Regions from separate parts of the Mus musculus genome. Here region 2 is linked to region 1. The links are chromatin contacts, called in public HiChIP or PLAC-seq maps. All regions are on one chromosome and are shown on one strand. Each heading gives the region's core, a stretch centred on a gene start, on an enhancer-like site or on the middle of the called end of the contact. The rest is flanking DNA. Distances are from core to core; before and after follow the strand shown. Region 1 overlaps Ttc7b (tetratricopeptide repeat domain 7B). Region 2 overlaps Ccdc88c (coiled-coil domain containing 88C).

Region 1 (6,901 bases), core at 2,483-4,982:
AGCCTCCCCAGGCCTGATGACACTAGCCACCTTGGTGGTCTTGCCAGTGGGGACATACTAATCTCAGACCCTGAGATCTCAGACCCGGTGTATCCTGGTGTCTTCATCAGAACGGAGGCAGGCTTGGGGCAGCCTGCTTGCAGATTTGGGGCAGTTCAGCTTCTCTTGCTCAGCAGCTCTCCCCAGTACCTGTGGTCAGGAACTCCCAAAGAGCTTGCAAGACTCCTTCCCGGTGATCTTGTACATGACACTCACTGCCGGTGTTTTTCCCCCTAGCCTCAGCTAGCCACAGCTGAGGATAGCCCATCCACAGCCAAGGGCAAAATTCCTCCTTCTGGGATGCTGGGTCCTCTAGTACCTGCAGAGAATCTCTGGGATCCACAGGTCTTTAGCCTTGAAATATCAAGAGACCTTGCCCCAGCTACTTAAAGCAGAGCAGGGTTTTAGTGTCTGAGAGACCAAGAAGGTGGCTCACAGTTTATTGCAGGGCTACAGGTTCTGGACAGGCCTGGGCTAGAATCCCAGTGCTGTCACTCATTGCCTTTGGAGCTTTGGGGCAAGATGGTCCTCTCCTTGTGCCTCAGTTTCTTCAGCTATACAACTGAGAATGTTAGCACCAGCTGCTCTTGGAGGCTAATTACACGATGGCTCACAGGAGTCTTACACATCTCACAGGAACCAGGCTAGTCTATGAGTCTCTGAACTCCTTGAAAACAGAGAACAGCCGGGCAGTGGTGGCGCATGTCTTTAATCCCAGCACTTGGGAGGCAGAGACAGATTTCTGATTCAAGGCCAGCCTGGTCTACAGAGTGAGTTCCAGGACAGCCAGGGCTACACAGAGAAACCCTGTCTTGAAAAAAAAGAAAAGAAAAGAAAAGAAAAGAAAAGAAAAGAAAAGAAAAGAAAAGAAAAGAAAAGAAAAGAAAAGAAAAGAGGAGAGGGGCAGCCAGGCCTATGGGGGCAGCAAGAGGCAAACAGTGATGAGCACTGAGTTTCCCAGTACCTACAAGAGAGCGAGAGCCACCTCGGGAGGCTAGGCCACAGCACACTGTGCCACACCAGGGCCCATAAAGGTCAGGAGTACCAGTTGGAAGAACATGGAGCAGAACTACCATAAAACCAAGAAGGTCCCAGGATAAGGAGGCACGTGAGGTACACCATGGGGCACAGAAAACCTGAGGACAGAAAATTTGTCCACGGCAGCCCCAGTGCTCAGAATGGAACAGAGAAGTTGCCAGGAGTTGTCTGGCAGGCAGAAAGCCATGTTGTCTATCACAGGTGGACACTGGCAGCTGACAGAGGGCACAGTGAGCTGCAGGACACATGCAGGGGCCTGGGCTGACACTAAGAATAGAGCCTCCCTACCTTCTAGAGGTGTAAGCAGCACTTGCTGCATTATGCAGAATGCAAATGTGTTTGCATTGTTAAAAAGCAAAGGTGAGGCAGATAGCATTGATGAATGTGAGTGGAAAGTCAGACTGGAGAGATAAATGGAAATGAAACTCAAGGGAAATAGATAATCTCTAACAGTTACAGCCATCACATATGGTAAAAAGGTAGAAAAAACAAAGGTGTTGCCCAGTAGTAATTAGTTAGCCCAGACCAGGGGTCAGGGGCTGAGTGTGGACAGTTATTAAGCAAGCAATAAGTTTATGAGACAAGGAATTGAAAGCTGTGGAGGTATTCTCAGAGTGATCAGACTTTTACCAAGAAAACCCGAAGGAATATTTTCTAATGTTAGTTTGCATAAATGTATAAATTTGCATTTATTTGCTATGTTAAAAGTCTAACTCACCGTGCCTGCAATGCATTAATGAAACATGGGCAGGCTTTTCCCAAAGCGGCCATTCTGTATTTTGAGTGGAGGGAAAGGAGAGGAAGGTACACAGTGGTGGCTAGGGGTGGCCTCGGGGAGAAGATTGTCTGCTGGAGCCAGACTGTGCAGGCCAAGGACAGGCATGGAGACGGTACAGCCAAGGACACAGTTACCAGGACAGGAACAAGTTCTACAAACAGGGATGTCTGGCTGCCCTCTGATCACATCAGCCTGGGCCTTTGAGAGCAATGTGTAAGGTGGACAGGTAAGAAAGGAATAGGGGCTTTCTGAAGCAAAGGTGGAAGGGAGTCAGGAAGCCTTTGAGGAGAGGAGTCAGTAAGACCAGAAGGGAAGGTGTTGCTGGGCAACAAGCAGGGACGTGAGGGTCACCAGGAGGCTTGGACCTGCTTCCGCAGTGCTTGACAGGGTGAGAAAATGGTAGGAAACAGGAGCAGACATGGGGCTCATTCAAGGTCTGTTGAGTGGACAACATGGGGGCAAAGATGCTCAGAGCATAGTAGAGGATCGGAGGCTGGGGGGGGGGGGTGCAGTGCACAGTGAACCAGAGCAGGGGCCAGCTAACACTGATGCAGGAAATGTGGGGTTTATGAAACATGAAACCTTTCTCTCCCATCCCAGATGAGCATAACAGTGCTAGAGTCCTAGACTAACCAACAGCCACCAGAACAACTTGGGACCAGTGGCTTCCGGGTCCTTGTCTCCAGAACTCAGTGACATTCACAGAAAACAGGAGAGTGAGCTTGACAAGGAATTTCATAAGATTGTAGTTGGGAATGTAAGAGAAAGAGGCAGAGCTTCCATACAGCAGGAATGAGTCCTAGAAAATGGGGTGCCATAGAGATGCTTAGTCTAAGGGTCTTTTGAAAGAAACTGGACTGAGGCATGGGTCCACCGGTAAGAAGTCCGCTGCCTCTCAGTTTCAGCCACATCTTCACTTATAGTTTCCAGGCAAGGGTGCTCATTTAGGTCGTGTGAAAGGAAAGAAAGATGGCCAAAAACCTGATCAGGAACCCAAGTCCCCTCTGGCCAAGACAGAAAGAAATAAGACCACTTCCAGCTTCTGACCAGGACAGCTGGAACTGTCTACTTTTGGGGTCTCTGCCCTAGAATAGCTTAATCAACACTGCTCCCACCATTCACCTCTAGCACAAAAAGCAAGCAGAGAGAATCAGTGTATGCCCCAGAGGAATGAGCAGTTCTCCAAGACAAGGCTAGACAAGGCAGAGACCAGCTGAGGACAGCAAACCAAAAGCATAAAGAGATCTACCCATGAACGTTGACGCTCCAAGACATGCCAGGGACAGGAAAAGGATGGGAGCCATTGTCATTCAGTGATAGCTCAGAGAGGGCAGTGAGATTAGGAAGGTGCAAGACATCAGAGTTCCCTGGAGGAAGATAAGGTAGCAGTCTGTGAGGGGTGATGAATGGGAGGGAGCCTGCCACCTGCAGCTGCTTGCAGGAGGTCACTGCTCAGTGCAGAGCACAGTCCAGGGCTCTCTTGGGGAGGAGGGGTACACAGGCTGTGTGAGAGGGCTTTCCTGGGTCTCGTGTTTTCTGAAGCATAGGCTCTGGGATGGCCACAGGTGCATAAACTCAAGAGGGAGAGCATTAATGGCAGGAAGAGCCTACGGTGCTAGGAATGCCCCTTGCTGCCCTATGTGGATGGCAGGCTTTACAACACGAGGTTTGCTGGCACCTGGCACCTGCACTATGCCTCCATTTTCAGTTCTTCGAACAGCTCTTAAGGCGTCTCATCAAAACAAAGCTGTCCACACACACTGTTCTGCCATAATGGCCTCTATTCTGAAGTTTCAAGTGGAGACCTGATGTGAGCACTGACTTTAAACTGTCTTCAAGCTCTCAAGCCTGTTTACTGTGTCAAAACTTCCTCCTGTAGGGCGTGGTGGCTGTGAAGCAGGGAAAGAGGGAAGCCTCTCTTAATAAGGAAGCTGACATTGGCTTCATGAAACTTGGTGGGTTTTTTTTGTCTCCAGTCCTTGGAGGTGTCTGTCTGTCCCCTGAGATAGAGGGAGTTATGGTGTCTTATGATTTATCATCAGAAGTCTGTCTCCTGTCTCCTAGCGTATTCCTGTTGGGCAGAGAGAGACTAGGGCTGTAGGGCCTGCCAGCCTCTGCCCCTGCATTGGTCTGACTGACCATCAGCATGATGAGGGTCCTGTGACACTAACAGTCCAAGATTACCTTCTGACCTCCCGCTTCTCTTGGGAGAAGCCTCTGCTAAGGCACAGGAACTCCTGGAATAGAACTCGAAGGCCTTCCTCCTTTCAGAAGCCAGTCTCTTTCATCCAGTGTCAGCTTTCTTCCCATGCACAGAAAGAATGACTGACACAGCAAAACCCGCCCCGCAGTCTGCTACGAAGTCTCTTTCATCTTGTAATTGTCTTCTGTGTTCTTTAGAACTAGAAAACTGCTTTGAAAACTAGAGAGAGCAACTTCTCCGAAGGCCTGCGAGCTGTTTAGATGCCTCCCCAGCCGTCTGTCTGTCTGTGTACTTGCTGAGTCCCTAATAAGCCTGCAGTTGTCTCTGCCTACTCTCTCTACTCAACATGGCTGGGCTTAAGTGCCTGGTCCAGAGAGGGGAACACGCCCTTCTAGCTGATGGGTCACCGCTGCAGTGTGTTCTACCTCCACTCTTTCTAGTGGCCCATGTAACACTTTAGCCTCATTGACAATTTAAGGCCTTTCAGCTAGTACTTAGCCCTACCTACATCTCACTTTTTCACTACAGTCTAATTTGAAAGGTTGTATGTCAGACCCGTTGTTACACTATTTAGTGAAATAGAGAATTTCTTGATACTGGAGAGGAAAGCGGCTCTAGGTGATCTGCCCTGGTCAAGCTGTAAGTTAGCGCAAATCAGGGCAAGCCTGAGCAGTTGTCAGCATGAGGAGTCGGAGCCTCAGTGGCGGTGCGTTAGAACAGCGGCCAGGCCCCAGGTCTGTTGCCTTCTTTGTTGCTTTGTTACTTGAGGGTTTTGTTTGGTTTGCTTTGGTTCAGTTCCATTTGGGGTTGGGTTGGGTTGGATTTTTTTTTTTTTTTTTGACTAAATGTTTTTAGGATTGAACCTAGGACCTGGAGTGTGGTATGCAAATGCTGAGCAACTGAAGGGTCCATCACTTGTAAACTTCCACTTTCTCACGGTAGACGGAGTAGGTGTAGGACCCACGTGTGTCACTGTATAGGTTCGATATAGGATGAACTGTCAGCATCACTGTCATTGCTAGGTGTAGATTTCCTCTGTGATTTCTATGAGCTGTGAATAGAACACGTCCTCTTGAGGAAAACATCCATGGCTCCTGTCCAGGGCCTCGGGGGCCCTGGGGTTGCTCTGTGAATGGGCTCCCCTGATGGGGGCTTCACGGTCTGGTTTGGAGCATGTGGCAACTCTAGAAACAGCCAGTGCAAGATGCAGTGAGTATCCAAGGGCATGATTGGTGCAGGGACAGAGCAGCAAGTGTTGTAAGTGATATCAGTTGTAGCTCCGAGATTCTTAAATTCTTTTTTTTTAATTACTTATGTTTAGTTTATAACTGTTTTGGGGTGTTGGGCATCTGTGTCCTCCTTTAAGCAAAAGGGACGCCCCCTGGGCATAGAGAACCTGCTTGTGATCACTTGGCTCCTGTCCAGCATAGCCCAGCTGTCCCTACCCTAACCCTATAGTTGAAGCATCCCTCGGGGCAGGGACTTCCTCCAGAGGCAGTTTCTTTTTGTTTGGGAGCCCTCCAACCCAGCAACACTTGTCCCTACACTGGCCAGGAAGAATTGGCATCAGGTGACCTGGCTCTCCCTAGAGACCGTAGTCACAGACCCAAAAAGCAACCTAGGGCAGAACAGGCTCTCAAGTGCAAACTGTGTGGTGCCCTGTAGCATTAAGTCTTTCTTCACCTCAGCTGGAGGGAAATACCAGAGCTCTGCTTACTTCTGATTTTGCTCTGAAGTCTTAGGTGACTGGCAGCCAATTCAGTCTCAGTACCTAAATGTTTCCAAATCTGATATATCCTACCCATGCCGTTATCCTTAGAAATGCTGTCCTCTTGTTCCAATACAGCATACCAACTAGGCTCTTCTGCCTTCCTGCCGCACACAGGAAACTTCTTGGCTTGGGAAAGACATGGAGATTTTTTGCCTGGGTTGGTCTGTGTTTCCCTATAATGTTTCCAACTCCTGTTACAAATTCCTGGCCCCTGCATCTTAATCCTGAGTTTCTTTCACTCTGCCTCCCTCCCTAGCCTGCTACCTACCTTTGAACATGGATTAAGCGTATGACTGCCACCATGTTCTGAACTCCCTGCTGAGTGCTGTGGGCTCCTTTTGGGCCATGTCAGCTCCACTTGATTTCTGGACTTGCAGAAGAATGGTAAAACTTTTAGGCCCAAAGCTTTTGGGAAGCCATCTCCCGTGGGAAGGTCTCTTTGAATAACAAATAGAAGTCCAAAATGGACACGTAGCAGGTGTGTGCCTTCAGACCTCACCTCACCAGTGAGTTAGGTGAACTGCAGAGTTAGAGATCATCACAGCTTCTTCATTTTAGCAGAAACCAACTAGGAAAGAACAAGGCGGATGCCGGTGATGACTGTACCAGAAGTCCTGACTACATCACTTCTGAGGGTACTATATACAGTGTGAGTCTGAGATGCTCAAGTGGTTATAAAAAAACATCCTTAATTTTAAAGGGGGTTTAGAGATAAAAATGCCTGTCACTTATAATAAATAATCACCCTTCCCCCAAAATAGATTAATTAAGCTAATACAGAAGAAAGTTAGCAGTACCAGTGCGGTGAATCAATAGGTGATTGCCACCAAGCCTGACAACCTGAGTTCAATTCTCAGGACCCATGAGAGAACCGACGCCAAAAGCTGCCCTCTGACTTATGCAAGCATAGCATGGTGCACGCATGTGCATGTGTACACACACACGCACACACCACAATTTTCTTTATAAGGAAAAGGTTTAGCAGCTGTTAACTTTGGCTATTAGTTTGTTATATTAGCCTTTTTGCTTTTCTGAAGGTTTGAAATTGTACAAGATAAAATCTAAACAGCCA
Region 2 (6,639 bases), core at 3,825-6,324, 610 kb before region 1:
TGGTAAGTACGCTCACTCATTTATTTAAAGTGCATTGACCACTTTTCTGTCACTTCTGTTCACAGAGACAAGTTAAACGCCTTACGGAGACACAAGGAGAAGCTGGAAGAAAAAATCATGGATCAGTACAAGTTCTATGACCCTGCTCCAAAGAAGTGAGTGGATCTAAGATCAGTGCCCATAGCTTAGCTGAGAGATAAGACAGTCCAGGAGCCGTAGGACAGGGCCAGCCCTACGCCCCCCCATATGCTGTACGCCCCCCATATGCCGCAGCCTTTTGCTACAGCTCCTCATGCTATGGTGATCCCAACATAAGGTTATTTCATTGCTACTTTGTAAGCATAATTTCGCTATTGTTATAAATCATAACATAAATATCTGAGATGCAGCATATGTAACCCCAGAGGGATCGCAACCTGCAGATTGAGAACTGCTGCCCATATAGCAAAAACGTTGGACCCTCAGCCCCACCCTGCGTACCCCAGCCAGTCCTGTGAAGGCTGTCAAATGCCAGCTAGCCCTCATGAGACATGGAGGTGACTGACCCATGAGGCAGAAGGCTGGGAGTCAGAGCCATTAAAGCTGAGTGGTCTGGTTGCCTCCGGGTGTAACATGCTGAGGACACCATAGCAGTGGGCCTGTGAGGGAAAGCGATTGTGAGCAGAACAGCTGGCTGGGCCCCACAGTTACCAGTCCTGGGGTGCACATTGGCCTTATCCCCGCTGTAGACATAGACCCTCTGGGGTAGCTTTACAAGTAGTGTCTCCCCCAATGAGCAGTGGCCCCAGGTTGTGGGGCTAGCTCAGTACCTGTATTAGCACACCATCTCTTGCAGTACTTACCCTGATCACTGCCCTGAGCCTTGGGAGCCTTGGGAGCTGTCCTTATGGACTGTTCTGGTCAGGCTGTGGTTGAAGTCACTACCAGTCCTTCAAGGAAGCCTCATTGAGACCTCCAGCCTCAGTCTTCTGTGTGATGGGGAAACTGAGGCTGTCATGAGGAGTGGGAGTGACAGGTACCTAAGGATGCCTTTAGTTTCTATGGAGCTGCTTTTCATCAGTTCCCTTTAACCCAGTCACCTCCTGTGCCCCCGGGGCAGCTTGCTCAGTGCCAGGGGCACAGTCAGCACCAAATACCTCCTATACCCCTGATGGGGCTTGCTCAGTGCCAGGGGCACAGTCAGTGAGCACCAGCCTTGTCATTGGTTAACTTGAGCAGGTAATATGCCTAAAAATGACTTTCATGGGAAAAATAAATGAATAGCTAGTTATTACAGCCTCATTTTTACACATCCAGATGTGTAAGGGTACTATGGAGGTGCTCTTCCGGGACACCAGCATGGTTCCTGATACCACATACTTCTGCTACTGCTTAGCTGCACCAAAGAGTCTGGCTCTTCAATTCCAGGTCTCAGGTGTTCAGATAAGACCGTGATAGTGTTCATGAACATAGTCCTCTTTTATTGAGGGTACTGGGATGGAACCTGGGGCCTTGTGAATTCTAGGCAAGAGCCCTGTCACCAAGCTATACCTCCAGCTCAGTGCCATGGCTTGCCTCTCTGAGCATGGGTTGTAACTTCTAAAAAAATTTTTTTTTCTAATTAGGAAGAACCACTGGATTGGAGCCAAAGCCCTAGTCAAACTTATCAAGCCAAAGAAAGAAGGTTCCAGAGAACGGTTAAAATCCACCACAGATAGCCCCCCCTGGCAGCTGGAGCCCTCAGACCCTGCCTCGCCATCTCCCTCTCAGGCTCTCAGATCGCAGACGGAGAACCCCGACAACCCCCCATCGGGTCCAAACTGTGTGGAAGAACGAGACACCCACAACGGGCCTGTGGGGAAAGGTAGGTGCAGCTGCCAGACGGGTCAGGGTAAGGATAGAGGCTCTGAAAGTTCCATTCACTGATGGGGTATGCCGTGCCTCTGTGGGGATGTGGCACTCTATGTGTCCATGTGAGCATGCCCTCCTACTCGGGCATGCCCACAAGCCCATCTCAGCTATGGCCATGTTACCTAGAGTACTTGGGAAACACCATTCATTACGTGGGCTGGTTGGTTATTCGAATGTCCAAGGTTGAAGCTTGGTCAGGCAGCCTAGGGGCGCACAGGAACTGATGTGTTGGGGCTCCCTCGGGTGTGGCAGACATTATGATTCGCTCTTTTTTTGTACAGTGATCCCTGGGGCATTAACCACATCTTTCACACACCCGCCCACTTTCGCTTTCGGGAAGTCCTGAGTGGCTGTCTCTTTCCACCATTTCAAAGGCATCTTGGCTTGTCCTCCACACAGATCTGTCCTTGAGGCCTGTAGCCTCAGGAAGGACACTGGGGATAGATGATTGGAGCTGGCCGGGGACTCTGAAGTTAGAGCAGGAACACTAGTCAAGCTTGCTGTAGTTCATTGATGAGTGGCACTGCCGCTGGTAAATGGCAGATGGCGGCGGCCTTTCACCTCCGAGGGTTTCATCACATTCCTGCGCTGTAAAAAAATCTCATCTAAAAGATACATTGTTGGGGCTGGAGAGCTGGCTTGGCAGTTAGGAGCACCTGGCTGCTCTTGCAGAAGATAGGGTTTTGATTCCCAGCACCCAGATGGCAGCTCACATCTGTAACTCCAGCGTCAGGAATCCCATGCCTCTTTTTGTCCTCCTCAGGCACTGCGTGCACATGGTGGACTTAGACAGATCCAGGCAAGCAGTCATGCACATAAGATAAAGATCTCAGACTAACAGACTCCCCTGCCCCTGCCCTGCCCCTGCCCCTGCCCCTGCCCCTGCCCCTGCCCCTGCCCCTGCCCCTGCCCCTGCCCCTGCCCCTGCCCCTGCCCCTGCCTCCTGAGTGCTGGGATTAATGGCATGTGCGCCACCATGTCTGGCTCTTTTTTAAAATAAGACATTGTTGTGCACACGTGCAAAAAGAAGAGCTTGGTGAGGTAGCTCGGGTACAGCACAGTCACTGCTTGTACCATCTCTGCCAGGTCTGTAACAACTGAACATTTCTAAAGCTGCGTTCAGATTTACCATCTGGTATGGTATCAGAAATGACTGTCATAGAACCTGAAATACAATTTACCTGAAGCCCTAAAAAGCTTACTGACTTACTGGGAGGTGGGTTATTTATGCCAGATCTTCACCCGCGTAGCTTAAGCATTTATCTATTATTATAGAACTTTCTGAATGTACGTCAGGGAGTCCAGTGCTCTTGGGGTGACGGGATGTTGAGTAACAGGTGCCCTCTGTGTGGGTGAGGTCACATTCACCACTACAGGTGGTGACGTCGTCAGCTCTGAGGACGCACGCACCCGTCAGTTACATCTCTGTTGTGGGGTCGGGAGAAGGTGAAAGGTGTGTCAGCGCTGAGGCAGCAGTGAACTGTGACATTTGAGACAGGATCTCCAATGATGAGGTGCTGTAGGTCTGTCTTATCTGAACTCACTGCATAACCCAGACAGACCATGAGCTAGTGACAATCCTCCTGCCTCCGTCCTGGGACTACAGGTGAGAGCAGCCACACCCAGACCTTAACTGCCTCTAGACATTACCTTAACATTTCTTACAACCAGAGAGGGCCTGTTACCTCTGGCTTCCATACTGGCAATATTTTAATGTTTCCCACTTAAGACTGTATTGTTCTTACAGTTAACTGAATTTGCTATGTTCAGTTTAACTGAGTTAAGAAAACTTTCAAAAGCTCTGATACGGTGGCACATTCCTTTAGTCCCAGCACTCTGGCGGCAGATCTCTGAATTGGAGGCCAACCTAGTAGTCTACAGAGGGAGTTCCAGGACAGCCAGAGATACACAGAGAAACCCCACCTTGAGGGGTGGGGGTGCAGTGACAGCAAGAAAGAAAACTTAGGAGGAGTGTCTACCTGGTGCAGACTGCCACTGGGGGCTGAGTACCCTTTGAAATACTTTACAAGCCTTGTGTCCCTTCTAATCCATAACAACCCATGAAGTGGGCATCAATCACTGCTGTCCATTTTTTATTATTTATTTAGTTTTTAGAAGGTGGTCTTGTGAAGGGAACTCCGGTAGTATTTCTTTGAACACCAAGAAAGTAAAACTGATACAGTAATAGAGATCCAAGCCCAGGTGTCTCAGCCTCAGGCTCCTAAGAGGGCACTCCCTTCAGTGAAAGCAGCTTGGGTCCCTGCACATTCCACATAGTCAGGCTGTGGAGTTTTGTTTAATGCCTCCCTCAGCCGTGGTCAGTATCTAGAACCCTTATTCTGTAATGTGGGATGTGACCACTAGGTGGTGGTATAGCAAAAGACATAGAAAGTCTGGTCTCTAATCCTAAACCAGAAATCTGTTGGCTCACTTGATAAATACTACTACTGAAAGGTATGTTCAGAAGCTTAGATGAGTCGTCTGCTTTGTGGGGTCTCTGCTTTAAAGGCCAAGGAAGGGTGGGGGCGGGGAGGGGGGGTCCGAAGGGAAATAATTCTTCCAGGTCTTAGGAGGTTGGGGTATGAAAAAGACATTATAGTGTTTTTAAATACATCTAGCCAAGGAGGTGATTTTAGAATTACAGACTGTTGGTAGGTGTTTCGGGTAGACTGTATCCTGACAGCGGGCCAGCCTGTCATTAGGTGTGTCCGGTGTCCTGGAGTGGGAACGGCAGCTGTATGTGAGCTGAGTGAGTAGTCAGGGAGCCTGTCATTAAAATGGCTGAGTAAGAGATGCTGGCTGCAGCCTTAATGAGCATTCTTATTCAATAATTTAACACACTGAAATTGAAAAATCCTCCAAACCAGTGGCTCCTGGGGCATTGTGCAGCTCTCCTGTTGTGCTTCGTGAGTAATGGTTGGCACCAGGGCGCCACTAAATTAAATTGAGTCAGCGCCTAAATGGTTCTGGCCTGGGTATCAGGCGTAGGTTGGCCAGGATTCCGCTTCCCTAAATACGTTTTGCTGACTTAGACTCATTTGTAATTATTGTTCATTTCATTTGTGTTTTTTTTTCTTCCTCTTTTCTCTCTCTCTCTTTTTCCTTCCTGTCACAATGATAACAATTTAGCATTCCAGCGCAAAAAGAGTCCTTTTTTGAGAAGCAAAAGCAAGGACAAAGACAAGTCTCCATTGGTCCATCCAGCTCTCTCTAAACGCCTGCGGTTCTGGTCTTCCTCTGACATCCCATCCTCCCCTAACGAGTCTGCCTCTTTCTCAGACATTGGGGATTTCTGATCCCCTCCTTTACCATGTGTCTACATCATGTGTCCCTCCTTCATTTCAAAATTCAACCAACAACCAAAAGAAGTTAGTCCCTAAAGGCCACTCGGTCCCTAGCGGACCCCTGTCCCTCCCCCAGTTCCAAAGTAGCCACCGTGGATTCTGATTGCAAACTAGAAGATGACCTGTCATGTTTCCTGGACTGGTGCTTCGGCACAGCACAGTAGTAGGGGACCCCCGGGATGTACGTGCAGTAACTTGTCCTTGGGCCAGGAGATTCATGCTAAGTAAGTGACGTGACCTCATGCTCCGCCCCCTCCCGCATCTGCAAGCTTCTCTCGTGCCCTTGTGCAAAGCGGAAGTGGCCAGTTGTCGCTATGCTTCCTAAAATGCCCACCGGCGGGTGAGCCACCTTTCTAAAGATTTACTTGTAAGCAGCTGAACCTTGTCCCCTCTCTTTGTCAGAGCAGAGTCACTGGCTTCTGCCCCCGAGCCCGCAGTTCTGTGTTCTGAAGGATTCACTGCTCTGTTGGAACATTTTGAGTAATTGAACCGATTTTGCCAGACTGAAGTTTTATGACTGTGCTGCAATTCTCTGGCATCTCGGATGGTGAAATCCAAGCCACAGTGGACAGAAAGCATATCAGGACATGAGCCACACCCAGAGCAGGGGAAGATGGTGACCAGAGAGGTCACCCCACTGTCATGTCCCCATCTTGAGCCATTCTTACACCCCAGGTCTGATTTGGGCCATAGCCCCCTGTCTCCTATGTGCAGTTTTTACATATTCTCCCTTATTGCCAGTGCCAATGCACTCAGATGGAATACAAGTGTCACCTTAGAAATCAGGTGGCCATAGTAAACCTGCACCTGTGACAGTGTTAAGGTCATCATTGCCACTGACTTCAGCTTGTGACCCTGTCTTTAAGAACTCCAAGCCATCAAAGCTCCCGGTCCCAGAGTCTGTCCTCCCCGCATGCTGTTAGAATCGTGCTTGTCTCTGTCTGGTGCTCCTGCTGTCTGCCCGCCTCACCTCCCCCTGGACCTTCATTTCCGCCTAACACAGGAAGGCCTGTCACTCATTTCCACTTAACACAGGAAGGCCTGTCAGTCACTGTTCAGTCTGCCAGACTTGTTTCTTGCTTCTCATAAGGCTGTCCTCCAGAATCCACATCCCCCTCCCGTTCACATCTAAGATCTGGGCTTTGAAAGCCAACAGAGATGAGCCGTGAAGTTGAAGGGCTGAGGAGTCCGGTTTATGCAAGCGCAACCTCCACCTGCCTCCTGGTCTTTGGGCGTAAGGCATAGGCAGTGTACAGAAGGCCTGGCCGGCTGTTAGAAGTGCTCCCGTGTTTTTGTTTTGTTTTTGCTTTTGTTTATTTGGGGTTATTTTGTTCTGAGGTACTGGGGATCAAACTAAGGGTCTTAACACATGGCATGCAAGCACTCTCCCACCTCAGCTGCGTCC

What was found. HiChIP or PLAC-seq counts read pairs in DNA pulled down with a chosen protein or histone mark.
Region 2: a contact with region 1 is called in an H3K4me3 HiChIP or PLAC-seq map of bone marrow-derived macrophages, with 6 times the contacts expected there. The contact joins two enhancer-like sites. A contact is called at or near these places in 1 of 39 promoter capture datasets (liver) and 1 of 115 datasets of contacts at active chromatin or transcription factors (bone marrow-derived macrophages).

What each region holds. Positions count from the first base shown.
Region 1 is chr12:100,316,787-100,323,687 of GRCm38.p6, reverse strand. The region is part of intron 19 of Ttc7b (tetratricopeptide repeat domain 7B); the gene reads left to right. Among named protein-coding and RNA genes, the nearest start is that of Gm51958, 29 kb to the left of the region's middle. Within about 2 kb of position 3,732, at least 32 of the 459 cell types and tissues checked have an H3K27ac peak or open chromatin away from gene starts, as enhancers often do. A contact at or near this core is called in bone marrow-derived macrophages, where this site is marked.
Region 2 is chr12:100,924,031-100,930,669 of GRCm38.p6, reverse strand. It overlaps Ccdc88c (coiled-coil domain containing 88C), which reads left to right. Exons shown (of 30, transcript NM_026681.5): 24 at 66-155; 25 at 1,605-1,843. Among named protein-coding and RNA genes, the nearest start is that of A630072L19Rik, 11 kb to the left of the region's middle. Within about 2 kb of position 5,074, at least 46 of the 459 cell types and tissues checked have an H3K27ac peak or open chromatin away from gene starts, as enhancers often do. A contact at or near this core is called in bone marrow-derived macrophages, where this site is marked.